Regions from separate parts of the Mus musculus genome. Here all the other regions are linked to region 1. Evidence: chromatin contacts called from public Hi-C, HiCAR-type and promoter capture Hi-C data. All regions are on one chromosome and are shown on one strand. Each heading gives the region's core, a stretch centred on a gene start, on an enhancer-like site or on the middle of the called end of the contact. The rest is flanking DNA. Distances are from core to core; before and after follow the strand shown.

Region 1 (4,335 bases), core at 999-3,498:
AATTCCTGTCTTCAACACCCACCTGCCAGCTTTTGCTCTTTTCTAGAACTCTGAACAGCTAGGCGACTTTGTCTTTGCCTGAGTCACCTAGAGTCCTTTAACCCCACCATAGGCAGTGGGCTCAGGCCTCAGTCCAGAACTCTTTTCTGCCCCCCCAGAAAGTCAGAGTAGCGTTCCAGAGAAGGAAAGGGTTTGCCTGAACTAAATGTTCAGGAAGCTGTCTGTTGTACCTCGGCCAAGACAGCAGCTCCTCTCCATTTCCCTTAGGCGCCTGTGGAAGCTGTCCACCCGTCCTTAGACTGCCCCAAGACCCCCTTTCCACTCTGCACAGCCAGCTCCCACCTAAGATTCAGTTCTCTTTCACACCCACACCGTCACACGCAGGAAGCCCAGTGAGCATCCACCATGGCTCCCCACCTCAGCCCACCAGAGCACTGTGAAGGGCAGGCAGAGGGTCCCTGGAGGAAAGGAAGGCAGGGCGAGGGTGGCGGATGTTTGCACCTCTGCTCCTGCCCACTGGCAGTTCTATAAAGGAGCTGAGTACCTCATTTCACCTCACCTCTAAGATGCTCTTACAGATCTCATGCCCTATGCTCCTGTACAAGGTGAGCCGGTTTAAGCCTCTGGATTTATAGACAGAAAGCAAGGGAAAGTGAGTGCACAGACTAGAAGCCAGGTAAACTTAGAGGCCAACGAAAGATAAGATCACAGGTCTCCTTAGGCCTTGCTCTGTCTACTGCTCCACCTAACTCATTAGATGTGCTTCAAGCAGCCAAAAGACATTTGCTGGCTTGGCTGGCTACATGCACTGAGGGAAACACCGGAGGAAATACTTAGAAAGGCGAAGGGAGACCTAGCATCTAGGAACTGTCAATTAGTGGAAGACGGTCCCAAGTGAGATATGCAGAAAGCAATGTCTGAGGTACCACTGAAAGAATGACTGCTTGCCCTGGTAGGATGTGTCCAACAGGACCTAGTACAGCACCCCAGGGGAGAGGCTAGCACAGGTGTTTCTGTTTAAGGTCCCACCTTTACTGTGCCCCAAGAGAGAGTGTGAGGCCAAGGGGCCATCAGCTAGTCACACTGCACAGGCCCCCTCACAAAAAGCACAAAATCCATGATGAGGAAGAAAAAAATTATTTTTTGCTAGTATCGGTTTTTAAGAGCTCCCATGGTGGCCTTGGCTATCCTAGCGCTTTTCACTCAAGTACAAAGTTCAAGGGTTTGGAGAGCCCTGTAACAACAAGCCTGCTTTATCTGAGGATCCCAGAGAGGCAAGTCTGAGGAAGTGAACGCTCTGACATAAGCCTGCCTATGTCTTGAGCAAGATGGGAGAGGCAAATATTGTGAAATTCAGAGTCCTGGGACTTCACGCTCAGTTCTGGAAGACAGAAGCGGATGGAACAGTTTCGCAGGTTTCCCTAACCATTTAGATAAAACAACAAACTTAAGACCTACCGTCACTGGAAACACTCGGAGAAGTGCAATACAGGACCCTGCCCCTCACTATGAAGACAGGCAGGAACTCCTTATCACGGAACCTGATCTTGCTCTCGTTCTCATCAAATGAGGCCACCCCATCCCAAGAGAAAGAAGATAGGTCATGGAACCCTGCCACAACAAAGTGACAACCGGCTGTGCCGGACACCTGGCTAGCAATATTTTTTAGTCCTTGTCAAAGAAGCAGTTGTCCGGGGGACACCTGACTGCACTGGCACCCTCCTCCCCGGAGGTGAGGAATAATGTTTAATAGACTGGGTGGAAGCGAAAGCTGGAACAGCTCACTGGAACCTAACTCTCACTCCTTAATAGCACCCCCTTTTCCTGCTGCAGCACAGCTACCTGTTATTAGGTGGTTCTCCAGGGAAGGGGGTGCAGGGGAAACTGAGGAGTCCTTCCCGCTGGGCAGGAGTGAACTCAAGCAACCCAGCAGTGAGTGCCCAGGGTCCTCCCCAAAGGAAGCCTCAGGACAGAGTGCATTCTGAAGATTAGGGTGGCTTGGATCGCCCTCCAGGTAGGTGTGTGCAGGCGGGCTGGGTGGGCTCACCTCCCTGGTAGGTCTCGAGGGCTCCCCGGGGCGAGGCTGCGTCACCGGAGCCCCCGAGCTGCAACCCCGAGCATTGGACCTCAGGAGCTGCCGCACTATTCCGAACGCAGGCCGCGCCGCCATGAAGTCAGCAAAGGAAGTACCCGGCCTGAAGTGGGCCTCCAGAGCACTCTAGCCCGGGACCTGGAACAGAGTCATTTCGGAGGGGCGGAGCAGAGGGCGGCGCCCAAGTAGCCAATCAGCGAGGGTGCCTCTCCGCATTGCCCTCTGGAAGTTGTAGTCCACGCGTTCCGCCCCCTTCCAGGACGGAAGCGTGTTCTTGTGCAGAAATGCCAAGTCTGGGAGAGCTATGTTCTTTTCCTTCAGCTTTGCTTGGTCTTGGATTTAAGCTGTCTTTAGATGCAGAATTTAAAGGGGTGACATAAAAACTTCTAGGCACGTTATACTTTTTTTTTTCTTTTCGTTATGCAGGGGAGTAGAGACCCTTACACAGTGTCTCAAAGGTGTAACCCTGGCTGCCCTGGAACTCGCTTTGTAAACCAGGATGGCTTCAAATGTACAGATCGCCTTCTGCATCTGCTTCCCGAGTGCTGGGATTACAGCCCTTCAACTCTGACTCCAATGAAAATAATATTTTCTTTTTTTTACTCTTTAAATTATTTTTTAATGTATGAGAGTTTGCCTGCCCACCCTTAAGTGCACCATGGCGCAGTTGGTGGCCATAGACACCAGCAGGGGGCGTCGGATCCCTTGGAACCTGAGTTACAGATGGTTGTAGGATACCATATGGGTGATGGTCCCCTGGAAGAGCCGTCAGGCCTCTTAACCACTGAGCCATCTTTCTAGTCCCTTAACTTATTTTTTAAGTTAGCATACAAAATAGCATGCTACTTTATGACATAGTCTTAAGTCAAATAATATCTCAATACATAAAAATCTGCTTGGGTGCGCCAGTAAAATACCAATATTCTATTTAAAAACATCAACTTTACTAATTGCCTTCACTTTACCCTACACCAGACTCTGCTTGTATCTCAGCTCCCTTCTTATGGACACTCTAGTTGTGTCTCCCATACATCAATAGTCTTTGTTTCTCCGTTTAAAAACAGATTTATGAAAGGAAGACACAAAAGAATGGGTGACCCTCGAATTGCTCCCTACACACAGAACTCTGAGCTAACCATCAATCCCATGACCCTGGTGTGGATAGAAAGTTTGTGTAGCAATTAAGGAAAAAAGTCTCAGAGAGTGGAGGCAATTTTTCCAGAGCTGTGTAGCTGATTAAACTGCCCAAACCTTGTAGAAGTTAGGCCTGGTTCTTTCTCCCAGTCCCATGCTCCCAGAAAGAAGACTCAGATTCAAAATATATTTACAACTACATTGGCCATATAGTTAGGCTCTTCTCTGATTAGAATCATAACTTACATCTTATCTTGTTCTACATTCTGGCACGTGACTGGTTACCTGTGCTCAGGTACCATGAAGCCACGACCAGCATAGAGCATGTGTGAGCTGTAGTTGGAAGAGGAAGTATGGCATACAATCCAGAAGAACTGACAGTTCCTCGGCGACGGAAGAATAACAGGACATCGCTGATTTTTACAAATACAGGCTGGTTATTGTAAAAGCAGGGGTGGTTTTGTCTGGATAGTCAGATAAGCCTTCTCCAGATTGTTTTGTCCTGTCTCAACTTTGAGTAGCATTATGGGGAAAAAAAGTATCAGCTTGAATTGGAATGGATTTGGTGGGGCATGTCTGTCAGGATCTGCGAGAGGCCTGGGGATCCCCTGAGAATGGCTGACACGCTGCCCACCACTACGGCTATCTCTGCCTGCATTTGTCAGCAGAACTGGGGGGGGGGGGTAGAAAGCAAGAAAACAAAACCCATTTCTTTGCAGGTGGAAGGCCTGAAAAGCTTTCAAGAGAGCATCAAACCCAGGAGAAAAAGCTTGTTGACATGATAGACTTGAATCAGGAACAAGAATGTGGAGGCAGATGCCTCAGGGGGCTGAAAGGGCTCAAAATAAATTCTGTGGCCGCATCTTCTCAGAGAAGAGAGAACCTAGTATCCACACAGAAAGAGAGTGCTCATATTAGTACCCAGAAAATCACCCATAGGAAGCCATAGGAAGCTTTCACAAACACTGCCATGGAACCTGTGAGACCATCTGTTGTCTGGTGGGGGGGGGGGCTTAGGTTTATTGTAGACACTCCCACCTCATGCACAATCAGCAACAGAGGTCTCAGATGTGTGTGCCAATCCTGGCGTTTTGAGAATTCCTTCCCTA
Region 2 (4,335 bases), core at 1,049-3,548, 1.0 Mb after region 1:
ATGACCATCCTGAGCACTATGAAGGCTCAGAACCCATATGAATGGTACCCTATGCTGCTCAGAACTCCCGAAAAGGAAGTCCCACACCCAGCCCATCCTGACTCCTCTTCTCTAGTCTGACTCCAGACCACATCTCAAGAATACCTTAAAAAAAAAAAAAAAGACAGAGCCTCATTTGGTCAGGCTAGCTTTAAACTTGTTACAGAGCCAAAGATGACCTTGAACTTCTGGTCCTCCTGCCTCTACCTCCCCAGTGTGGGATTTATTTATCTCTGGTTTATTCAGGGCTGGGAATTGAACTCAGGGCTTTGGCATGCTAAGCAAGTACTCTACTAAGTTAAGTGCCAAGCCTTTCTACCTGCAACCGAGATTTAACATTGCAGCCAGCAGGTGGTCTTGGCTACTTTTCCATTTCCCTGGAGAGTCTAGAGCACTCGTACCACCAAGTATAGAAACGTGGAGGGGGGCCTGCTAAGTATTCATCACGTGAGCTACAAACTGCCCACTGCCCTACAATGTCATCCTACTTCAACTTCTTCTCGAGCTGGCTTGACTCGTCTTCTAATGGGTTCCCCAGTATAGTATAGTATAGTATAGTATAGTATAGTATAGTATAGTATAGTATAGCTTGTAGAAGGGTCTCTTATAGCCCAGAATAGCCTCATCCTCAGTATATAGTTAATGCTGGCCTTGAACTCCTGGTTTTTCTGCCTCTTCTCAGATGCTGGGATTTCACTCTGCCTCACTACACTGAACCAGAAGTGAGACATATATCCCAGCATATCTGCATAGCTTGTTCTCCTTCTGGCTTCCCTTCCAAAGACTATCCAATCACTCAGCTGTCCCTGCTGCTTCCTGGAGCACAGCAGTAAATCTCAGGGCCTCTGTCCCCACCCCTAAGAATTCTCCTGTACACACCTTCCCCTACCTCTTCCCCCACCCCCTCCACGTCTGCTCGGAGAACTTTCCTTTTAGATAGTCAGATGAATGTTTCCTTTGTCTCCTTTGGACTGATCCGTTTCTTTCCAAAGTCCTTCCTTATCAAAATGTAATCTTGGGGCTAAAGAGATAGATGGCCCAGAAGTTACGAGCACACATTGCTCTTGCAGACGACTGGAATACAGTACCCACATGGGGCAGCTCATAGCTTCCTGCATTCCACCTCCAAGGTATCTGACGCCCTCTTCTGGCCTCTGCAGGCATCTGCACTTATATGCATATATGCACCCAGAGACTTAACAGCAGATAACTAAAAATAAAAAATAAGGATCAGGTGTAGTGGCACATGCCTTTGTGGGTTCAAGGCCAGGCTGGTCAAGACAGAGAGACTCTTTCTCAAGAACAAACAAGGAAATAAAGAAAAAGTAAACATCTTTTCAAAATGTAATCTCACTCTTTGTCTTTTTCAGATGCTTCCTTGCCAGTTCTCCCCAGCACTTACCAAAACACATGAAGTTATTTTACTTAGCGGATATAGCAGCTGACCCCTGCAAGCTCCGGGAGAGCAGGGCTTTTCTTTGCTTCTTCCTTTGGTCTGTTCTGCACCTCAGTGCCTGGAACCGTTGCCAACAGAGCATCTGCTCAGCATGCGCCCTCAGGCAGGCACAGGACTGATGAAGGGGACGAAGACTCTGAGCAGGGCAGAGGCCTGAGGATGGCCGGGGGTTTACTGCCTTCAAGCCTAACTCGGAGTGTGAAGCATTAGGTTTAAGGAGATGGCCTGCCTCAAAGAAATAGGTGGAGATTGACAGAGGAAGGCACCTGATCAGGTCTTCTGGCCGATGCACTCACGGGCGAGCATATGCTCGTGCGCATGCGCAAACGCGCATCCATCCACCTACCCACTCGGGCTCACAACGAACATAACATGCAGACCCTGAGTAGCAACAGACATTCTCCTCTCAAATCATTGGTTTCTAACTCATGTCCCACAAAGACCCTCTTTTCCTAAACCCGAGTTCCCCCCAACGTGGGCGGGGGAGGGGGGTCACTACAAGTCCCTCCTTCATCACAGGCCTTATCTGTTTAAAACAATGAGAGGCCTTCTCCCCTAAAACTCAGTCGAGTCTGGGTAAACGAGAGAGGAGAGACGGGGTAGAATTGGCCCAGCCCTCCCCACCTGCCAGCTTCCTGTCTGCCTGCTGATAAATAGGGGGAATACACATGGCCAGAGTTTCCATTCCCCCACCCTGTCACCCTGTCAGTCATCCAATTAAAAAAAGATGAGTGAGAGAGCTCCAAGGGTGGGGCGGGAGGGCCTGCTTATAAAGCCTGCAGCTGAGTTGTGGGGAGCACCAAATCCGGTCCTCTCTCTGTCATCCCCAGCCAGGCTTAGCTGCTGACAGCTGCTTGGGACTCTGCCGCCAGGCCCTTGGCTGGCTTGACAACCTCTCCACATTTCGGCCACAGTTCCTCCATGGCTCAGAAGGAAGAGGCCGCTGAGGCTGCGGCGCCAGCCTCTCAGAATGGAGATGATTTGGAGAACCTGGAAGACCCTGAGAAGCTGAAAGAGCTGATCGATCTTCCGCCCTTCGAGATTGTCACTGGGTAAGCCTTGTGTGGGGGCTGGGGCTCCTGCCTGGGAAAGGGTGGGGTCTGAGCAGGCTGTGGAAGGTTAGGACAAGAATAGGGAAGCCCAAGGTCAGCCACAAGCTGTGCGTCCAGCATGCTAGCAGGAGGCTTCTGGGCAGCAAAGGCCTCTTGTCTTTTTTAATTAATTAATTAATTAATTAATTAATTAATTAATTAATTTGAATCAGTGTTTTACCATGTAACTCTGGCTGGCCTGGATCGCACTATGTAGACCAGGCTGGTCTTGAACTCACAGCGATCCTCCTCCTGCCTCTGCCTCTTCATTGCTGGGATTAAAAGCAGCTAACACCAGGTCCAGATACTCTTGGCTTTTTGAGGTGACAACTTAGACCCTGTAATCAGGAGGATGTGGAAGGAATGGAACCCCCAGAATGAAACTACATAACATTTTCTTCATGGCAGTCTCTGCAAATGTGCAAAGGCAGAATGGGTGCCATACTGAGAGAAGTTTCTGGAAGAGTGGTGGTATGGATGCTGTGGAGAAGGAGAAGGGGCCCTGGCAGCGATCGGTCTTGCGGGGTATCGGACATCATCTGCCTGTGCATATAGCCCAATCCCAACAAGTTCAGTGAGAACGGCATATTTAAAGATGGCCCCAGCAAGAAGTCATCTCCAAGCTGCAGATACTGGAAGCTTAAGCACAGTTTATAGCCACTGGGCTCAAGTTAGTCTACAGGGTCCCCTCTTGTCCAGATTGTGTTGCCCCCAGAAATGAATGCAAGTAGCCTTTCTCCTTATCTCTCTCTATTCCTAGAGAGGAAGATGCCGCTAAATCCAAGTTTCCTTCCTGAACTTCGGTTCCCTTCATAGCATTTCTCCAGCAATGCGCGCAAAGGCTGGGTGGGGGCACACCAAGTCTCAGGAGGAACAAAGGCCTGAAGGAGGAGGAGCAGCCCTGGGGAGCAGTTTGGACTTGCTGTTTTATGCTTGACCTGTATTGCTCCAGGCCTGGCCTCTACTTTCTTGTTTCAAACATGAGGAAGCTACCCGACTTGATTCTTAATGTCCCTTCCTGCTCAGATATTTTCTGACTTCTAAGAGAACCCAGGGGGAAGTGTTGCTTGGTTTCTGAGATGTGAGTAGGCATTGAACTTCCATTCACTCTTGCTCGCCCAGATCATCTTGCGCTCATCCTAGGATTAAGGCAGCAGCTGGGCACAGACTAATATAGACACAGGGGAAGCCTAGGGCAAATAGGCCAGCAGGGTCCTCCATTCCAGTGGCTCGCCTATGGGAGAGGATCCTTTTACTGACACCCGAGCATCCTGGACCATGCTGTCCTGGGTTACACACATACCTTCCACTCTATGCAGCTTTTGATCTCCCAGGTACAGGGCAAGGTGGGTCAACAATAAAATTAGACCTTTTTTTAAAGTGAAGATGTATTGGGGTCCCGGGGAAATGGAGCCTAAAGGTTCTCTGAAGTAACTGGCATTTGTCTAAGGCTTTACAACACATAGTGAAGAGAATATGCTTATTCACCCTCAGGTAATGCAGAGAGAGAGAGAGAGGAGATGGGAGAAGGGAGAGGGGAGAGGGGAGAGGGGAGAGGGGAGAGGGGAGAGGGGAGAGGGGAGAGGAGAGAGGGGAGAGGGGAGGAGAAGCAGAGTCAGGGAAACGAAACAATATACCTAAGACCACAGAACCAGGAAGCTGTAGGTTTTAGGACTCCTAGCCAAGTGTCTGGCCCACAGGTCTCCCACGGTAATGAGAGTTAGAGGTTTTCTATGACTCACGGCTCAG
Region 3 (4,335 bases), core at 537-3,036, 980 kb after region 1:
AGGTAGCAGCAACTGCAGTGGCAGAAAAATAAGAGTGATCCAGGGAGGCAGGCTCCACCCTAGGTGATCTCCTTAGTGGTAACAAAGTCAAGGTCTGGCTCAGCCTGCTTCAGGCTTGTGGGAGGCTACACAAGGAGAGAGGAGAAAAGAAAGGAAGGAAGGAAGGAAAGAAGGAAGGAAGGAAGAAAGGAAGGAAGAGAGGGAGGGAGGGAGGGAGGGAGGGAGGGAAGGAAGGAAGGAAGGAAGGAAGGAAGGGAAGGAAAGATAGAAAGAAAGAAAGAAAGAAAGAAAGAAAGAAAGAAAGAAAGAAAGAAAGAAAGAAAGGAAGGAAGGAAGAGAGGGAGGGAGGGAGGGAAGGAGGGAGGAAGAAAGGAAAGAAGGAAGGGAAAAAGGAAAGAAAAATAGAAAGAAAGGAAGGAAGGAAGGAAGGAAGGAAGGAAGAAAGAAAGAAAGAAAGAAAGAAAGAAAGAAAGTTAGTTAGTTAGTTAGTTAGTTTGGGCTGGAAAGATAGCTTAGTCAAAAAGTGTTTGTGTTGTAAGCCCAAGGACCTGAACTCAGTGACCAGAATCCACCTAAAACTGTCTTTCCAATCCTAGAGCTGGGGAGGCAGAACCCAGGGTTGTCCTCTGGCCTCCACGAGCACATGACACATCCCTCATCCACATCCACACGTGTGTACCCACACCATATGCACACACACGTGCACATACACACACACACACACACAAGAAAATATAAAAGCAGCTTTGTCCTCTTTCCTGTTTTAGTTAATTATTCTCTGGCCTCTTGTCCCTCTCTGCAGCTCCTTCTCTGCCTGCATCCTGGGTGTAGATGGAAGGGAAAGCAGGACAAATATATGCCAGAGAGCCTCGTTGGATGTCACTGGGAATCCACAGAGAGCAGGCAGCCTGGTAAAGGGGACCTAGAACCTAAAGGACAAGCAAGGCAGGGTGCCCAGAATTCTGACAGGGGACAAACAATGGAGGTGTCTGTCTTTGTTATACCAAGCTGTCTGAGTCACACAGAAAACTGGACTTTGCCAGAAGACAGGGTCACTCTCCCCTGACGCCCTTTGTGGTGGCTGGGAGGTAGATATTGGCAGGAAGCACCAGACCACTCCTGCCCAGGCTCCCTACCCACCTCCACTGCCTGCCGCCTCCATCTCTGAAGCACAAAGTGCTTGGGATCTGGGAGGGCTCTGCCAGCCTCCAGTCCCCAGCCAGGCAGAGGCAGGCCAACCAGGAGGCTGGAATCGGGGACTGTTCTCAGGGATCATGAACTCATCTCGAAAGCTGGCGCTTGCCTCACGTGAAGACAATCTGGTTCCAGAAAGGCTCTAAGGAGATCCGAGGGCCCCTCCCATCCCCAGGGACACAGAACTGGGTCACAGGCACAGAGAGCATGGGTACCAGTTGGACTGTGGCTCCAGGCTGGGCTCTTTACGGAAGGTCCAGATCTCACCATCAAGGGGGCTCTCACCAAAGATCTATGCATCAGGAAGGAGCTGAAGTGAGGGGGAAGAGGAAGAGGGAGAGGAAGAGGAAAAGGAGAAGTTCCATGGTGGAATGCTTGACAATATAGACATAAACCCTGGGCTCATTTAATTCCTCGTATCTCGGGCTCTCACGCATTTCTAACAGACCAGGGAGGAGCTTGTGGACAGGAGCCCTCTTGCAAACAGCAACAGAGACTCCCCCACAAATGTCCCCTCCCCTCCCTTTTCATAAGAGAAAGGCAGGTCGGTCACGAGCCTGGCTCCACCCCTTTCCAGTCCCTCGCCATCTTCTACCTTATACACATCCTATATCATCAGGCTGGGAGGCGTGTGCCTGAGGTAAGTCAGGAAGGCCTGGGGACAGGAGGAGTGATGGATAGATAGCAGGATGAAAGAGAGTGGGCACGGTCAATGAGGGAGATTACAGCACTGGCTTAAACACCCAGAGATGGGGAGATGGGGAGGCAGCTGAGTCGGTAGACAGTGAGAGGCAGATCAGCCCGTGACCTGTCAGTCACTCTAGAACACCAAAACAATTGGGTTTTTATTTCTGTCAAGTTGCATTGATCTTAAGACAGAGGCTGGAATACCCTGAGCAGGTGAAATTGATACTGGCTGGGCTCTTAGCGGGGAGGAGAGTCTAACCATCGGCCTACGAGCAAATGGCACACAAAGAAAGCAACATGTAAATGAGATGCAAATGCAACAACTTTTTTTTTTTTAATCAAAGACCAGGCTGTTGTGTCCTTGAGAATCAGACCACCAGAAATCTGGACACCTGTGCCTTCAGACCTGACCTGTGGGAATGGGGCGATGCGGAGCACATCCCTCAGACACCGGGAGCAGCTGAGAGAGAAGGCTTCAGAGAAAGGGACCCACGGAGACCGTTGGCCACGCCTGAATTGGGCAGACCAACCTGGGTGGGCCTCTTGCGTGTGCCAGTCTGCTCTAAAGAGATAAGATTGGGGGTAATGAGCAGGGCTGTTGGGACTATGACTGACCTAGCAATCCCTGGCTCCTACATTCAGAACATGGCTGCCATGTGATTTCCTGGGGAGATGCGGACAAACATCTATTCACCCCAGAAAGGGCACTGATGGGAAACTAAAGAAATGGTCCCAGCTAAGTCCAGCCTGGTGAACCAACAAATAAGCCTCATAAGCCTCCCTCCTCCCTTCTCCTTCCTCCCTCTTCCCTCCTCCCTTCTCCTTCCTCCCTCTTCCCTCCTCCCTCCTCCCCCTCACTTCTCTCCTCTCTCATCCTTCCAGGAAAAGAATGTTTCAATTCAGAGGAAACTTCTACACAACAGTGATACTTCCAGGATGGTCACTGTCAGCTTCAGTGAGGCAGAGTCCTTGAGACACCAAAGGCTTGTTTTTCTCCTGGAGGCCAGCTGATGCCTTCGGAGGAAGATAAAGACTAAACCTGGTCCTGACTTCCAGGAGTCAGATGGCCCTAGAGAGAGCAGTGTGACCACTTCAGAGTAACCACACTGAAGTGCTGCTCCGCGGTGTGGTGTAGAAGAAAAGCATAAGGCCCAGAGAAGAGTCAGGGTAGTGCTTACTAGAGATGGTTCAGGGGTCAGGACTAGAACTGGGCTCCAGGCAGGGGGTTCTCCATGACTAGACCTCCAGTGAGAAACTCTGGCTAGGTGACTGTAAGGTTTGGAGGTCCAAGGGGACAGAGGAAGGCTTATCCCAGCATGCTCTCTGCCTCCCCAGATCTTGCCTTTCTGGAGAATGCAGCTTCAAGGACCTGTCTTTGTAGGTGTGCCCCTGCTGGGGCCCATCCTGATTTGTATGCTCATTCATCAGCCATCCAGTCGGTGTGAGGATGAGAGAAAGTTACCCTGGTGCCCACCTCACAAGGTCATATTGCTTGTGTGGGTGACCATCTACTCTGTCATGGGGTGAGTATGTGGCCTTGCAAAGGTAGGAGCAGATCCTCCCGTGTGTGACCCTGGGCTGTACTCTGGCTTCTCTTCAAGTAGGGGTCCCCACAAGCAAATATGTCCTGTATACCTAAGGTTCCAACAACCCTCCTCCAAGCCTCCCCTTCCTGTCTTCTCTCCAGGACACCCAACTCCTCCCACCCACTTCTTCCCACAAGCTCTCCCGACTTATTGTGCTTTATGTGTGCGAGTGTGTCTGTGTGTCTGTCTCTCTGTGTGCTTGTGTGAGTGCCTACGGAGGTCAGAAGAAGGCATTGGCTCTCCCTGAGCTCCAGATACGGAGGCTTATAAACCACCTTCAGAGGGTGCTGGGAACCAAACTTACGTCCTCTGGAAGAGCAGGGAGAAGTCTTTTATATATATATATATATAGTGTGTATATGAGTACACTATCGCTGTCTTCAGATGCACCAGAAGAGGGCATTGGATCTCATCACAGATGGTTGTGAGCCACCATGTGGTTGTGGGAATTGAACTCAGGACCTCTGGTAGAGCAGCCAGTTCCCTTAACCACTGAGCCATGGAGCCCCAGCAGGAACTATTCTTACCTGCTGAACCATCTCTCTAGCTTCTCCTTTAACCCTCAGACAATGCTCACACTCACTTGCCCACATGTCAGAGGCAGCTTACTCCCTTATGCCGAAGGACCTTTATTCTACAGAACACCCTCTCTCTGCAGCTATGCCTCCTACCTGGTATGGAAGGAACTCGGAGGGGGCTTCCGGTGGCCCCTAGCACTGCCCCTTGGTCTCTACTCTTTCCAGCTGGCCCTCAGCTGGACTTTCTTGGTGCTCTTCCTGGCAGCCGACAGCCCTGGGCTGGTAAGGCACATGGCAGCCCCATGCTGGGAGGAGAATGTGAAACCGTAGGGCCCCTCGTCATAGTGTTG
Region 4 (4,335 bases), core at 679-3,178, 870 kb before region 1:
AGAGACAGATAGACAGAGAGACAGAGAGACAAAGAGACAGAGAGACAGAGACAGAGAGAGTGTGCGGGGAATTAAAGCCAGGACATCCTTCCCACACATGCTAGGCAGGCGCTCTGCCCTGTGTGGCACCCTCTGCACAGTCCTCTCTTCTTTTTATGTTGAGACAGTGTCATTAAACTGTCAGGGCAGCCTTGAACTTTTAGTTTCCTTTGCCTCAGCCTCTCCTCCTAAGCAGCTGGGATTAGGAGACTGCTGTCTCTAGACCCCACTTCCAGGAGGATTTTCTTTGAAAAGTCCTTTTCTGAGAGGACCCCTATTGTCTCTGCAGATTGGCCTTTGTTTCGTTTTTCAAGCGTTTAAACGCCTTGCCTAAGAATCTTTTGCAGGGAAGGGGATAGTGAACTGGGAAAACCTGGCTCTTCCTTTCGAGATTCCAGTAACAAACATGTCATAACTATAAACGCCAAACTTGGAGAGCGCAGGAATGGAAGGTCAAACACCAATGAGAGTTAGATGGTTTTGGGTTTGCTCTAGTCTGCACGGTGCTCCCCGTCCCCTCACGTCCGTGCTTTTCCTCAGGATGATGCCTTGCCAGAACACCGGTGTGCTGCAAGGTGCTCAGCTCCAAATCGGGCTGCACCGCTTCAGCTTTCCCCATCCAGCCAACGCAGGAAGGCCTGGAGCTACAGAGTTTAGAGCCATCTCTCCGCTGCTCATTAACCAACCATTCCAGCTGTCTGTAGTGGGTTTTTTTCTTCTCTACACTAAAATGAGGACAGTCCAGGCCCTTTGTTAGACTGTTCACACCACCATGTAGCCACCTACCGAAGGCCAGTGGAGAATCGGATCTTCACCGCTGTAGTTTCGAGCTTAATTTTAGTTTCAGAATTTTGGAATTTCCCCCCTTTCAAATAGGTGCAATCTACCCTTATTTGTTTTATTTTTATTTATTATTTTAATACTATTTTCTCCATCATTGCTGCATGGTTAGTGGCAATCTTAAGCTGTTTTGCCAGCTTTAAAAAAAAAAAAAGCTGTAATACTTATCATCTGTACAAAAGGTAGTCAGGACGGTATAAGTACTAGGTGGTTCTGCCGTAAGGTTATCTCCACCAAGCACCCTACAGCTCGGCTCTGCTGTAGGTAGGTAGGCCCCGTTTCTCTGGCCTTGAGAATGTTCTAGAATTCTCTCAGCTGGCCTAGCTTGTTTCTGTAAAGCCTACAAGAGAAACGCTCACACTGCAACCTAAATTCCACGAAGGGAGGGATATTCTCTCGTGTGGTCTGGTCACTGCTGTGTCCTTTGTACCGGATAATTCGGGCATTTATTTGAAGGGGCGGGGGGGGGGGAGAAAAAAAACGGAAGAAAAAAACTAAGTCCTGATGGCTGACGGGCCGGCCCGTGAGGCATGAGGTGCGCCTTCCACATGCACCCGGACTCAACCTTCTCAATGTGGCTGAAAAAGAGGGTGAAGGGGCCCGGCCAGGCAAGGCCTGCTCTCTAGTCGTGCCGCCCGTTATTAATTTCTATTTCTGCGGGCATTTTGTAAATTTTAAATTCGGCCGCCAAGCTTTGCTGACGGGATAACGCCATGCCTTCGAGGTGCCATTTTTGAGGTAATGACTTGAATAAATGCTTTCCTGACAGAACTCTGAGCACCGTCCTGCCCAGGACTTATTTCACAGGGGCTTCGGACACGGTCCTGGGGGGGCTAGGGAGTGGCAGGAGTCGGTCCATCTGTCTGTCAGTGAGGCTCGGGCCTGCTCGGCAGCCGAGACCCTTACGTAGATGTCGCGCATGCTCCATGCGCACCCCTCACGCACTCCGTGGGCGACGTGGGTCCCCTGGCCCCCCTTGCGAGGCCCTAGCGCTGCCGCCTATTGGCTGTAGCACGTCACGAGGCCAGCCACGCACAGTCATCCCCCCGGGGCGCGCAGCCCACGCCTCAGTGACTCGGCGACCCTCAGCACGCTCGCTTCGGGACTCCGCTGTCTCCGTGGCCGTGGGCTCTCTTTCCACCACCGCCTCGGCTTTTTTTTGCCCGTTGGCCGGCTAGGCAGCCACCTCACGTAGCTGCCCCGTCGCGTGGCTTCTGCTCCACCTTCGAGGTTTTACCACCCGAACTCTGGCCGCCATCATGGTGAGTCGAGGGCAGGCCCCGGGGTGGCAGTGCAAGACCAGCCGGAGGCCGCGATTCCTTACGCGGAGGTTTAAAAATCGGCCTTTTCTGGTGTAGCACAGAGAAGTGGGGAGAGGGCATAAAGAGGGTCCTTTCATATTTCCGGTTCTGGGTTCCTCCCCCACCGGACAGCCCCCAGGGTGAGGCCTGGAGGACAAGAGTGGCGGCCTTGCTGCCTTTGCGGCCTACACCAGCACTGAGGGGTTGCGGGGAGATGGCGGGCAGCCCTGGGGACCTCGGGCAGCCCCGGGGTGGGCCACGTGCACGGCCTGGGCGTCACGTGACGGCTCTTTCCCGCCTTTGGGCCGCGGTGCCCGTAGGAGCAGGCCTTAGGCGAGGCCTGCCGCGGCCCAGCCCCCACCCCGCGGCCCAGCTCCTCCGCACGAGCGCCCGGGCTTCCGGGTCGGAGCGCCGCAGCGCGGGCGCCTCCGCCAGGTGGCGCCTAGGCTGGCCGCGCCGGGTCCTGCGGCCTGGCGGCTTGGCCGCGGCGTGGAAAGGACCCGGAGGGCGTGGTTATCGGGAGGCTGAGGGCGGGCCCTGTCGCCTGGTGACTGTGGGTGGGGTGGAGGCGGCTTTGCGGGAGCTTGGCTTGCGTGGGCTGGGGGAGGAGCCAGAGGCCTGAGCCGGGCGGGGGTCGGGGAAAGCGGGACCGGACAGCTCTGCTGTAATCGCCGCTGCCGCCGCCAGCAGACTGACTGAGGCGTTGCCAGGCTAGCTTGGGCTACTGAAAACAAACGTTGATAGCCATTTAATCACAAATCCGTTAGATGTTGCATGTTCGTTTAAAATTTTTTTCCATTTTAGAGGTAAAGGAAGAAATTTATACTACTTATGACCGATGTTAACTTAAGTTGGAATTCAAATTAAGCATTTATAATGTGAAATAGGTACTTGTCTATCACAATAATTTAAATCGCACAATATTGGACCGTTTTCTCACTACATTAGGGTTAAACATTTGATAACTGCAGATTTTTATCTATTGGCCAGTATTTGTAGCATACATGGGAATTTGCTTAGCATAGTGATTTAATTACATTTCAAAAATGTGAATCCTGAAATCTTTAATAACTATTCTCAGCTTCTAGCTATATTTGATATGTGGATTTTCCAATACAATGAAGTATGGTACTGTACAAAATAGGCAAATTTTTGTGTGCTGGCTCATTGCTGGTATTCTAATATTTCTCATAGCTAATTCAGAGGTATAATTAAATATGTCTTAAATTTAATACAGTTTGTTTTCAGTATGCTATTATAGTCCATTGATGAGTAAGATACTTTCCCACCAGGGTCAGTAGTGGGCATTTAGGTGTGTGGAAATTTACAATTATTGGGGACAGCAGGGGGCCATATGGAGCCCTTTAGAAGTTCAGGTCAACTCTGGCAACATAAGACGTCATTTAAAATAAATAATTGTACTCAAGAAGTAGAGGCATGAGTTTGAAGCCAGCCTGGTCTACATAGCAAGTTTTCAGGACAGCCAGAGTTACATAATAAGATCCTATCTCTTAAGTATAAAATTATACTTTCTTAAACATCAACCTGACTTACAAGTATTTGGTTGTAGAGTGGTTTTGGTCATATTTAAAAAGTAACTAAAGCATCTATCAGTTGTGGGTGTTTTACTTATTAAGCATACAGTAGGAATTAGGTCTTATTAAAATGGATTCTTTGCTTTCTTGGTTTTGAGTGCCACCTACTGGATAAGGACTAGGATATGGTGTGCCTTCTTTAATACATAATACACTATTATTTTGAGACCGATTTAATATTTACTCTGATGAAGCAGGTAGTTTAAGCCCAAATCAAGCATCCTATAATATTTAATGCTTTATTTTCCTCCTTATTAAACTTTTCTCAAACGTCCATTTTACTTTTTTATAAAGAATACAATTAGAAGACATTTGAGATTTTTTTTTTCCTTAATTTTTAAGGCAGGAAATCAAGATCTTGAACAATGGAAAGCAAATTCTTCCCAACAGTTATTTTCCTCTTCAGTTCTAGAAGTACCATAACAGGATTTTTCATCACATCCCTATACAGGTTATGGTCCTAGTAACACATTGTTTGGGAATCATTTGTTATGGAAATATCCCTGGCTTCCTACCAGATGCCAGAAATTTACCTCACTGTTGACATCCAGAAATGTTCC
Region 5 (4,335 bases), core at 489-2,988, 830 kb after region 1:
TGACAAAGCCTTTTTGTCTAACCTCTTCACATCTTCAGCTGTCGTGAATGAAACTGTGCCTCCTCCGTTCAATGTTCACTTCCGATGGGGGGGGAAAAATCTGTGTTCTAACTGACGATAGCCACTTGAGTGTCGGTATGAACTGAAGTGTTTCCCAGAGCTGTTTGTTAACTAAATCTCATCTCCCTTAAGGGGTCCTTGATCCGTTTATCACATCAAGTAAGACATCAAGTCTATTTTCAAGAAGCAGGTCAGTAGGCTTCCTTACAGAGTCCCGGAGTTCAGCTCCTCAAGCTTGGCTTTATCCTGAGCTGGGAGGGACCAGTCTGAGCCAGTCTGTGTCTTGCAACCAAGTGAAGACCAATTACAATACCCCATAGGGCAGGAAAGGGCTGCAGAGACTCTTCACATACCCAGATAAGGAAAGGGAAAGAACAAAGACGATCTCCTTGGCAGACTCAGCCCCAGCACCAAGGCCAAAAGCACATGGGGTCCATGGCAAAGGCACAGGCAACGTTTTTTGTTTGTGATCCCTCCCTGTGGACTGGAAGGCTCTGCTGGAGGTGAAGGCATGCAATCTCAAACAACAGGAGGCTGTGGGAGAAGTATCTGGACATCAGCTTGGAGAGGGAGGACTCTTCCCTGGGCCTGAGGATGGAGCACCTGGGGTAAGCAGCTGTCTAAGAAGGCCAAAGCTTACTACCAGGCCTGCTGGCTCCTGTAAGAAAGAGGAAAGTAAAAGAAGCAGGAAGAGGGGGGAAGATGACAGGGAAATGGAGGGGGAGGACAGAGGAAAGGAGAAGACAGACTAGGACTTCAAAGGGGATAAAAGAGAGCAGGGAGAGACAGAGGAAGGTGGAAGAGAAGTAGAGTAGGGGTGAAGAAAGATAATAAGGAAGCAGGGGAGAGAGGGAGAACAGAAGGGAGGAGAAAGAGACAGTTGGTGTAGCCGAACCTCGGCTGCCAACATATTGGGTGGAGGAAAAGCCCTCAGAAATGGGGAGGGGAGCATGCTGGCAAGATGGCTCAGCGGCGAGAACACCGACTACTGCTCCTGCAAAAGACTCGGGTTCAATTCCCAGAACCTATGTGGTGACTCACAACTGTCTCTAACTCCGGTTCCAAGGGATCCGACTCTGTCTTCTGGTCTCTGCTAGCATCAGGCAAACTCACGGTGCACAGGCACGCATGCGGGCAAATATACCGATGTGCATAAAGGATAAATACTGTTTACTGTGGGGAGGGCCAGGTTGAAAGGATACCGAAGTCGTCCCATCCAATGCGAGCCTGTGGGCTTTGCACAAAGACGGGAGGAGTGCAGGACCAGAGCCCAGCCCTCCATCTGCCCTGAAGTTGGATCTGTGGACATCAGAGGAATCTCCATGCCGAGATCTGCAGGAAGCAGAGCACTGAGGCAGTGGAAAGTAGCTTCCTGACACCCAGAGCCAAATGACACAGGCTCTAAAATAAAATCCCAAGCATCTAAACAAGGCCATATGATCCCGTTAACCCTGACCTGGCTCCTTGGAGCTGCCAGCTCACCCTGCAGCTCCCAGCCTGGTTGCCAGAAAGCCCACGCTCTGTGAAAGTCTGGTAAGCACCCAGTTGCCACCATAAGAGCAGAGTGGGAAAGTATAAAGGGTTCATATTTTCCTGCTCACGACCCGTCCCAGCCACCTTGTGGAAAGGAGCAAAGGTCACTGAGGACAAAGTGGCAGCAAGAATATTGGCTCCAGGTTCTGGACTCTGCCCAGCCTGGGATCGTCTGTCCATGACCTGACGTGGCATCTTGTTTGGCTCTCACCTGTCGTCAGGAGCCCACAGACCTCATCCACTCTCTGCGCTTGCCTTCGGCCTTGGGTTGGGTTCTGAGGGGCAGACTCTGCTCATCTCAGAGAAGGCTAGGGAGGGTAGCTGCTCTACCTTGTTCTTGAACTCCCAGCTCCCCGGCAGAGCCTGGCACATGGTGCCTGTTATTAGTCTATTTGTTGAAAGAATGAATGTGTTGGGTGAGCTATTTTTCATTTGTTGTTTAGAAACAGGTTCTCCATCCCATGGGCAAGCACCAATCCCCGATGCTGTTAATGATAGAAACTCTGTTATGTATGCAGACAAGAGTCTAGCATGGCTGTCCTCTGAGAGGCTCCACCCAGCAGCTGGCTCAAACAGATGCAGACAGCCACAGCCAAACAGTGGATGGAGCTTGGGGATTCTTATGGAAGAACAGGAAGAAGAATTGCAGCCCCTAATGGGATAGGAACTCCACAGGAAGACCAATAGAGACAATTAACCTGGACCCTTATGGGCTCTCAGAGACGAAACCATCAACAAAAGAACCATACATGGGCTGGTCTTTGGCCTCCCTGCACACAAGTAGCAGATGTGCAGCTTGGTCTTCATGTCCCAAACAACTGGAGCGGGAGCTATCCCAAAAGCTGTTGCCTGTACATTCGATATGTTCTAACTGGGCTGCCCTGTCTGGCCTCAGTGTGAGAGTATGTACCTAGCCTTACAGAGACTTGAAGTATAAGGGTGGGGGAAGACCCAGGGAGAGAAGGGGAGAGGCAAGGATTGTGGGAGGGGGTGGCTGAGGTGGGGGGCAGTGAGTGGGACATAAAGTGAATATGTAAAATTAATAATAATAATAATAATAATAATAATAATAATAATAATAATAATAATAACAGGGTCTCCTGTAGCCTGGGTGAGCCTTGAGCTGACTGAGGCTGCAAATGGACCTGCATTGTTGATCCTTCAGCCTCCACCAGTGCCATGGTTGGGATTGTGCCCTCTTCTGGTCACCACGGGTAACTGCACTCATGTGCACATAGCCACACACAGACAGACATACACACATACACATAAATAAAAAGAAAAATAAATCTTTTTTAAAAGTGCATTCTACTGAGCCACAGCCCTTAAATATTTTTTTAATAAAACTCCTGAAGTTTAGTTTTCTTTTCAGATACACTAATGTTAAGCTGAGAGCTACAAATTCAAGCTACAAATTCAAATGTTGCCTATATTAAAATATAGACATTAGGTATAGGTAATACAGAACAAATTAAGAAAACTGTATTTTTTTATTATTACACTTTCTTAATTCATGCATGCTTTGAGATGGGAATAATAGAGACTTCGTTTACATAGAAAGGACAATGCCAGATAAGAGGGTAGCACAAACAACACTGTTTAAAGCATACATAGATGTCAAACAGCCTGTTTCACCCCAGCATCTTCATCTTAATGCTCAAGTTTCAAGTGCTAGGAGAATAACAAGTGGGAGAGAATTTCTTAGGACAGAATGAAGCACACCAAACTCCTACGAGTCTTGAATCTCAAGAGCATATCCGTTCACTATAACATTCATAGGATGAAGTATAAAATTAGATTACAGCAGTAACAAAATAATTAATTCTTTACTACACAAGATATGACCTAGCAATCAAAACAACAACAACAACAACAACAAAAACGCAAACAAAACAATAAACAAGTGTTTCTCCTTTTTCGGACAAATAAGTGGCATGCTTTAGTCATGAACAAGCTTTTAATATGAACTTGTCACCCACAGAGAGGAGTTTTAACCCGGTTTAATGTTCCGGTTGTATTTTTACTAACAAAGTGTCTAACCCCCAAAGCAGCTGTAACTCCCCAGGGGAAATCTGATGCCCTCTTCTGGCCTCCTCAGGTACTGCATGGGTAGGGTGCCCAGACACACATGGGCCAAACACCCACATACATGAGAATTAATTTTAAATGAAACAGTGATAAAGAACTGCATGTGTGTTGGTTCTCTTGCTGCCTGGAGAGACAAAGCCACCCCTCCAGAATGGAGCTCCTGACTTACAAAGCACACCCATTGCCTACTGATTGTGGTTTCTTTCTTTCTTCTGCTCTAGTGTGAGTGTGAGCTCAAGAGTGCTTGCTAAAGCCTTCCACATTTGTACAGGTTGTTTCATCCACATTCAGTTTTCTGGTCATTTGTTTTCATGATTCGCATTTAGGGAGGGTTTCTTTTTTTTCACCCAATATTAATTCATTCATTGCCTTATTTACTTATTGATTGACTTGGGGTACATATATACTCTTTAGTTTCTACCATGTCTCAGGCCTTAGACTGCAATATAAGGCAGAGAGACGGGGTTGCCGTGCTCTCTGCCCTTCAGTCTAGCCTGTAGGAGGGACCTCAGTGAGCCACACAGTACCAGTTCCTTGACATCATTCCAATCAGCCCTCCACACATCTGTTTTTCTGTGTGACTCTCTGGAACCTTCCACTTAGCATGTATGGAAGCAACGTTTGCTCCTCCAATAAATACCTTGTGGGAGGAGG
Region 6 (4,335 bases), core at 1,342-3,841, 810 kb before region 1:
CTGAGGTGGCAGACCTTCCTACTCACCTGAGCCTGGAGTGATTCCTTATACAGATTTTTTTTGAGGTCAGTACTATTGGCCTGACCAAACCCCAGCTTCCCCTTGTGGTTCAGCTACCTGTCCGGGCATGAACACTCTACTCACGACTGAGCCTCGGAGTAGGGGGTTGACAAGGACTTCACATTTTGCAGGGTGTTTTTCTGGATTTTGCTTTTGGAAGTCAAAATTGATATAATTTTTTTATGCTGTCCTCGAACATCTTTTTTGTTTTTGCAAGTAGGGAAGAGAAGCTTTCATGAGTACTGGGACCTGTAGGCTTGGGCAGGTCTCATCTCTGTCAGGAAAATATGTCCTGCCTGGGACATGGACAGTCCAATGTGTGGAAATGGAAAGTCAAAGGCTCCTGGGGTCTGGGAGTCTTGTCAACATTCCCTGCTCTTGACAAGAAAGAACACCTGTCTTGGAAAGATAATTTTCTGGTAGAGAACACAGTCTTGAAGCTAGATCCTGAGGACCTGGAGGCAGGGATATCTGCAGCCAGCAGGACCTTGGAGGCACCGTCTTGAAAGAACATGCCAGTGGTACAGTCCTACCACTGACATCGGTAGCCGAGTCACAGTGAGATGTGTTCAGGCATAAGTCTTCTGGATCCTGGAAAATAGTCGTGGAAGGGGAATATCTTTTGCTGGTCTGCAGTGATTCTAAATCGCTCAGCTGCCCCTTGTTAAGTTTGAGAGCTTGCCATCTCCCTGGCTTCCATGTTGAGTGCCTAGTCACAGGGCTCCTGCTCCTCCTCTGCCTCCTCCAGTCCCCATACCTCTAGTACTTGGTAACTGGGGTGCCACACTGATCTCCCAAACTGACAGCCCGTGGTAGAGATCTCCAAAGGCCACACCCTTACTCTCCTGGGGCTCATACCTATCCTTGACTAGGTTTGAACCTGGCTCTGGGTTGCCTGTCCAAGATCCAAGAGCCTTATCACTGGGCCAGTCTCTGCCCACAATGCAGTGTGTGGTGCATAGGGAAGTCACATTGTCCTTCTAAACACTTTGGGTGCCTCAGATGGCCAATTGTTGTCATTAGATGGACTCCCTCTCAGGAATTTGAGCTGGCGGGTAGAGGGAGCAGTCTGCATATACTAGAAGCCATTTTTGTCCTCACTTCCTCTTCTGAACTTTTCTGAAAAAGCTCTCCCAGGAAATCATCTCTAGAATCCCAGCAGGTCGGAGAGGGAGTCAGAGGCTGTGGGAAATGGCAAAGCTACAGACCTGTTTGTGTTGGAAAGATGTAGGATTTTGAGGTCTCTGAGAAGCAAGCTCCATCTTTTTGCCTCACCCAAAAGGCATCTTCTTGTAGGAATGAAGGCCCATTGGGAAATATTCTTGCAGGTGGCCCCATCATTCAAGGATCACTGCTTCTGAGCTTCCATATTTGTCTCTGGGTTTTCAGAACTTGTCTCTGAGTTTTCAGGCAGGACCACTGTGTGGTCCACAGCAATTCCTTGACAAGTGCCCACAGGCACCTTAATGGCATTGTAATGGCTCCACTTGCTGCTTGAGTGGTTTTCAGTATACCCTCTAGCTGCTGTTTTCCTGGGGAGACTAGCTGGGGACTTGGTGAGTCACTTCTTGGCTGTCTGACATAGCAACTGTCCACCCGTGTCTCGGAGACAGCCTCTAGATCTTTGCCCAGGGAACCCTCTGGGATCCTGTACAGATCTCTCAGAGATCTTCCTGCAATGTTTGTCAGATCCTTGCAAAGGTCCTTCCAAATCTGGAATATGGCTGGACCCATTGATGAGACAGGCGCTCCTGTGGAGGCTCCTGGGTGGCTTTTATCTGCCAGTGTTGAGGAAGATGGAGCTTCAGGATTAACTTCTGCATGACCCATCTCTGGGAGTTGGTTCTCAGACTTTACCAGATGATATCTGGATCTTGTAGGGCCAGTGGCCCTGGTTGTTGGCCTTTGTGCTTGGATGAGAAGGTGTTCAGGGCCTTGGAACTCAGGAACCATCCAGCTCTGAGGTGTGACAGTGTCCCAAGGGAAGGGTTTCTGGAGACACGGGGGCCCAGGAACCACACATCTTTGAGAGGAAGTCTCCTTCCTCATTGGAGGCTTCCCAGCTCCAGGGAAGGATGTCCCCAGCTGAGCTCAGGAGCCTCAAGCCTACTCCTTCTCTTCCTTTCTTGTCTTCATTGCTTCTTGTCTTCTTCCAATGAGAGAAGAACATGACAGCAGAGCTCATGAAAGGCATTCATTGGTGTGTCCACAGTATGGAAGAATGCATCCTGGAATATTAGTGCCTATGGTTTCAGGAGAGTGCAGAGAGCACTTGCTAATTGGACAAAGTCCAGTGCTTGTATAGGTGTTCTTAGGGCATGGACCTTTCTAGAGTAAGATTTCCAGAGTGAGGATGGCTGGCATCTCAATTTCTGAGCCTGAGGGAGCTCAGGGATTGGTGAGTTTACCTGTTCAGGGATTGGTGGGTTTTGATGTCCAGGGATAGGTGAGTTTCTGTGGGAAGTTCAGGGTTTGGTGGATTTTCCTATTCAGGAATTGGTGGCTTTTATTCAGGCTTTTCACCTAGAATTAGCATAACGTGGGTGGGGCCTGTTGACATGCTGGAGATGACCCTTCTGACAGTTATGACAGTTAGTGGGGTTCTGGGGGAGGGGCCTGGCTGCTGGAGAGCCTCAGTCTCAGCCAGGACCATTTTCTGAGTTGAGGTTTACAAACTTTATAAAGTGTACAGAGTTTACAAAATATATAGAGTTTGCAAAGGGAGTCCAGGGCAGGAAAGCCATTCCTGGCACTTGAGTGGCCTGCATATCTAACCCAGGTGTTGTCATGAACCCCTTTTTAAAGTGTTGTTCCAGCTGCTCTCAGAGCTCTGGGTAATCTTGACAACATTCCCTTCTCTTGACAAGAAAGAACACCTGTCCTGGAAAGATGATTTGCTGGTAGAGGACACAGTCTTGAAGCTAGATTCTGAGGACCTGGAGGCAGGGATATCTGCAGCCAGCAGGACCTTGGAGGCACCGTCTTGAACAAACACACTAGTGGTACAGTCCTACCACTGACATTGGTAGCTGAGTCACAGTGAGCTGTGCACAGACCTACATCTTCTAGATCCTGGAGAATCGTTCTAGAATTGGACTACCCTTTGCAGGAAGTCTAAATCTCTCAGATGTCCCTTGCTAATTTGAGAGCTTGCCATCTCCCTGGCTTCCATGTTGAGTGCCCAGTCACAGGGCTCCTGCTGCTTTGCTTCCTCCAGTCCCCAGTACCTCTACTACTTGGTGACTGGGATACCATGCTGCTCTCCCAAACTGACAGCCCACGGCAGAGATCTCCAAAGGCCACACCCTCTCGCTCCTGGGTCTTATACACACCCTTGGCTTTGGCAAACAGGACGATGAGACCACATTTGCTGGCAATTGGCAGCTGAAGGACGACACCCTGAAAGAAGATGTGTTGTCTGTTCCACCACGGTCCCCACAGTTCCACATCATCTCTCCAGCTTTAAGGAGACCCCACCTTCCCTGCTGTGGCTTTCCAAAGCATCCAGAAGCACGCTTGCCGGCCCAGGAGTGTCCCAAATGGTGGGATAAAGTAGAGGAAGCATTTTAGCGCTTCTTACTGCTACATCAGTAATTCTTGACACCCAACCCCCTTTCAGATTCTCTCTTCCTCCTCCCTCTCAGCAACACACAAGGAAGGCGTGTGTCTCAGCTGGCAGGCTGCTTGCACAATACACACCGGAAGCTCTGGGTTCCACCCCAGCACCTTGTACAGAAGAGTGTGGTGGAGCACACCTATGTGGTCCCAGTCCTGGAGGCAGAAGGGTCAGAAGTTCAAGGTCAGTTTCAGCTATACAAGGATTTCAAAGTCAGCCTGGGTTACTAAGATCCTACCTTTAAAAAAAAATCAAATAAAAAAATACATGACAGTCACGATGGTTCACAGGGTGACCATGCTTGCCTCAAGTCAAGTGACCTGATCTCTGGGACCCAAGTGGGGGAAGGGGAGAACCAACTCTAACAAGGCGTCTTCTAACATCCACGAGTTGTCCTACACACACACACACACACACACACACACACACACACAGCGGATGTTTAAAAGTAAAGCATTAGAAATTCCATTTAGCGGAGGAGTCTGCCTTTGAGAGTGGGTGACCCTTCAGCACCAGGTTAGCATCCTACAACTTGAGGCTGGTATCTCACTCATCCCGCAGGAGGCAGCCCGGGAGGATGCAACAACGCTGTGTAATCTACCTCATCCCCGTTAGGTGGCGCCGTAAGCCAACAAAGCTGCCCAGCTCAAGCCAACAAA

The links. Promoter capture Hi-C pulls out the DNA fragments that hold promoters and counts their contacts. Hi-C and Micro-C count contacts between places; a contact is called where the count stands out from the background. HiCAR-type assays count read pairs that join an accessible place to other places.
Region 2: a contact with region 1 is called in a promoter capture Hi-C map of second pharyngeal arch cranial neural crest. The contact joins the promoter of Apobec2 here to the promoter of Mocs1 in region 1. A contact is called at or near these places in 8 of 39 promoter capture datasets (the C10 cell line, HPC-7-derived erythroid cells, cranial neural crest and 4 more), 4 of 484 Hi-C or Micro-C datasets (CD4 T cells and the G1E-ER4 cell line), 6 of 115 datasets of contacts at active chromatin or transcription factors (bone marrow-derived macrophages, embryonic basal ganglia, embryonic forebrain and 3 more) and 1 of 9 other capture datasets (embryonic stem cells).
Region 3: a Hi-C map of the G1E-ER4 cell line shows a contact between it and region 1, with 4 times the contacts expected there. The contact joins the promoter of Tspo2 here to the promoter of Mocs1 in region 1. A contact is called at or near these places in 2 of 39 promoter capture datasets (embryonic stem cells and erythroid cells), 3 of 484 Hi-C or Micro-C datasets (all in the G1E-ER4 cell line), 9 of 115 datasets of contacts at active chromatin or transcription factors (the 230-238 cell line, acute myeloid leukemia, bone marrow-derived macrophages and 6 more) and 2 of 9 other capture datasets (embryonic stem cells and macrophages).
Region 4: a contact with region 1 is called in a HiCAR-type map of astrocytes, with 2.2 times the contacts expected there. The contact joins the promoter of Dazl here to the promoter of Mocs1 in region 1.
Region 5: a promoter capture Hi-C map of liver shows a contact between it and region 1, with 2.5 times the contacts expected there. The contact joins the enhancer-like site here to the promoter of Mocs1 in region 1. A contact is called at or near these places in 3 of 39 promoter capture datasets (embryonic stem cells, hippocampal neurons and liver) and 3 of 115 datasets of contacts at active chromatin or transcription factors (astrocytes, bone marrow-derived macrophages and forebrain).
Region 6: a contact with region 1 is called in a promoter capture Hi-C map of second pharyngeal arch cranial neural crest. The contact joins the promoter of AY702103 here to the promoter of Mocs1 in region 1. A contact is called at or near these places in 2 of 39 promoter capture datasets (hippocampal neurons and second pharyngeal arch cranial neural crest), 1 of 115 datasets of contacts at active chromatin or transcription factors (acute myeloid leukemia) and 1 of 9 other capture datasets (embryonic stem cells).

Annotation. Positions count from the first base shown.
Region 1 is chr17:49,426,277-49,430,611 of GRCm38.p6, reverse strand. It overlaps Mocs1 (molybdenum cofactor synthesis 1), which reads right to left and starts at 2,248. Exons shown (of 11, transcript NM_020042.2): 1 at 2,048-2,248. The coding sequence starts at 2,170.
Region 2 is chr17:48,430,691-48,435,025 of GRCm38.p6, reverse strand. Apobec2 (apolipoprotein B mRNA editing enzyme, catalytic polypeptide 2) reads left to right here and starts at 2,298. Exons shown (of 3, transcript NM_009694.3): 1 at 2,298-2,547. The coding sequence starts at 2,417.
Region 3 is chr17:48,448,952-48,453,286 of GRCm38.p6, reverse strand. It overlaps Tspo2 (translocator protein 2), which reads left to right and starts at 1,786. Exons shown (of 5, transcript NM_027292.2): 1 at 1,786-1,834; 2 at 2,226-2,415; 3 at 3,217-3,404; 4 at 4,126-4,267. The coding sequence starts at 3,235.
Region 4 is chr17:50,291,213-50,295,547 of GRCm38.p6, reverse strand. It overlaps Dazl (deleted in azoospermia-like), which reads left to right and starts at 1,928. Exons shown (of 11, transcript NM_010021.5): 1 at 1,928-2,141. The coding sequence starts at 2,139.
Region 5 is chr17:48,595,959-48,600,293 of GRCm38.p6, reverse strand. No RefSeq gene overlaps it. Among named protein-coding and RNA genes, the nearest start is that of Gm30419, 15 kb to the right of the region's middle. Within about 2 kb of position 1,738, at least 8 of the 459 cell types and tissues checked have an H3K27ac peak or open chromatin away from gene starts, as enhancers often do. A contact at or near this core is called in liver, where this site is marked.
Region 6 is chr17:50,237,464-50,241,798 of GRCm38.p6, reverse strand. It overlaps AY702103 (cDNA sequence AY702103), which reads right to left and starts at 2,591. Exons shown (of 2, transcript NR_131975.1): 1 at 1-2,591.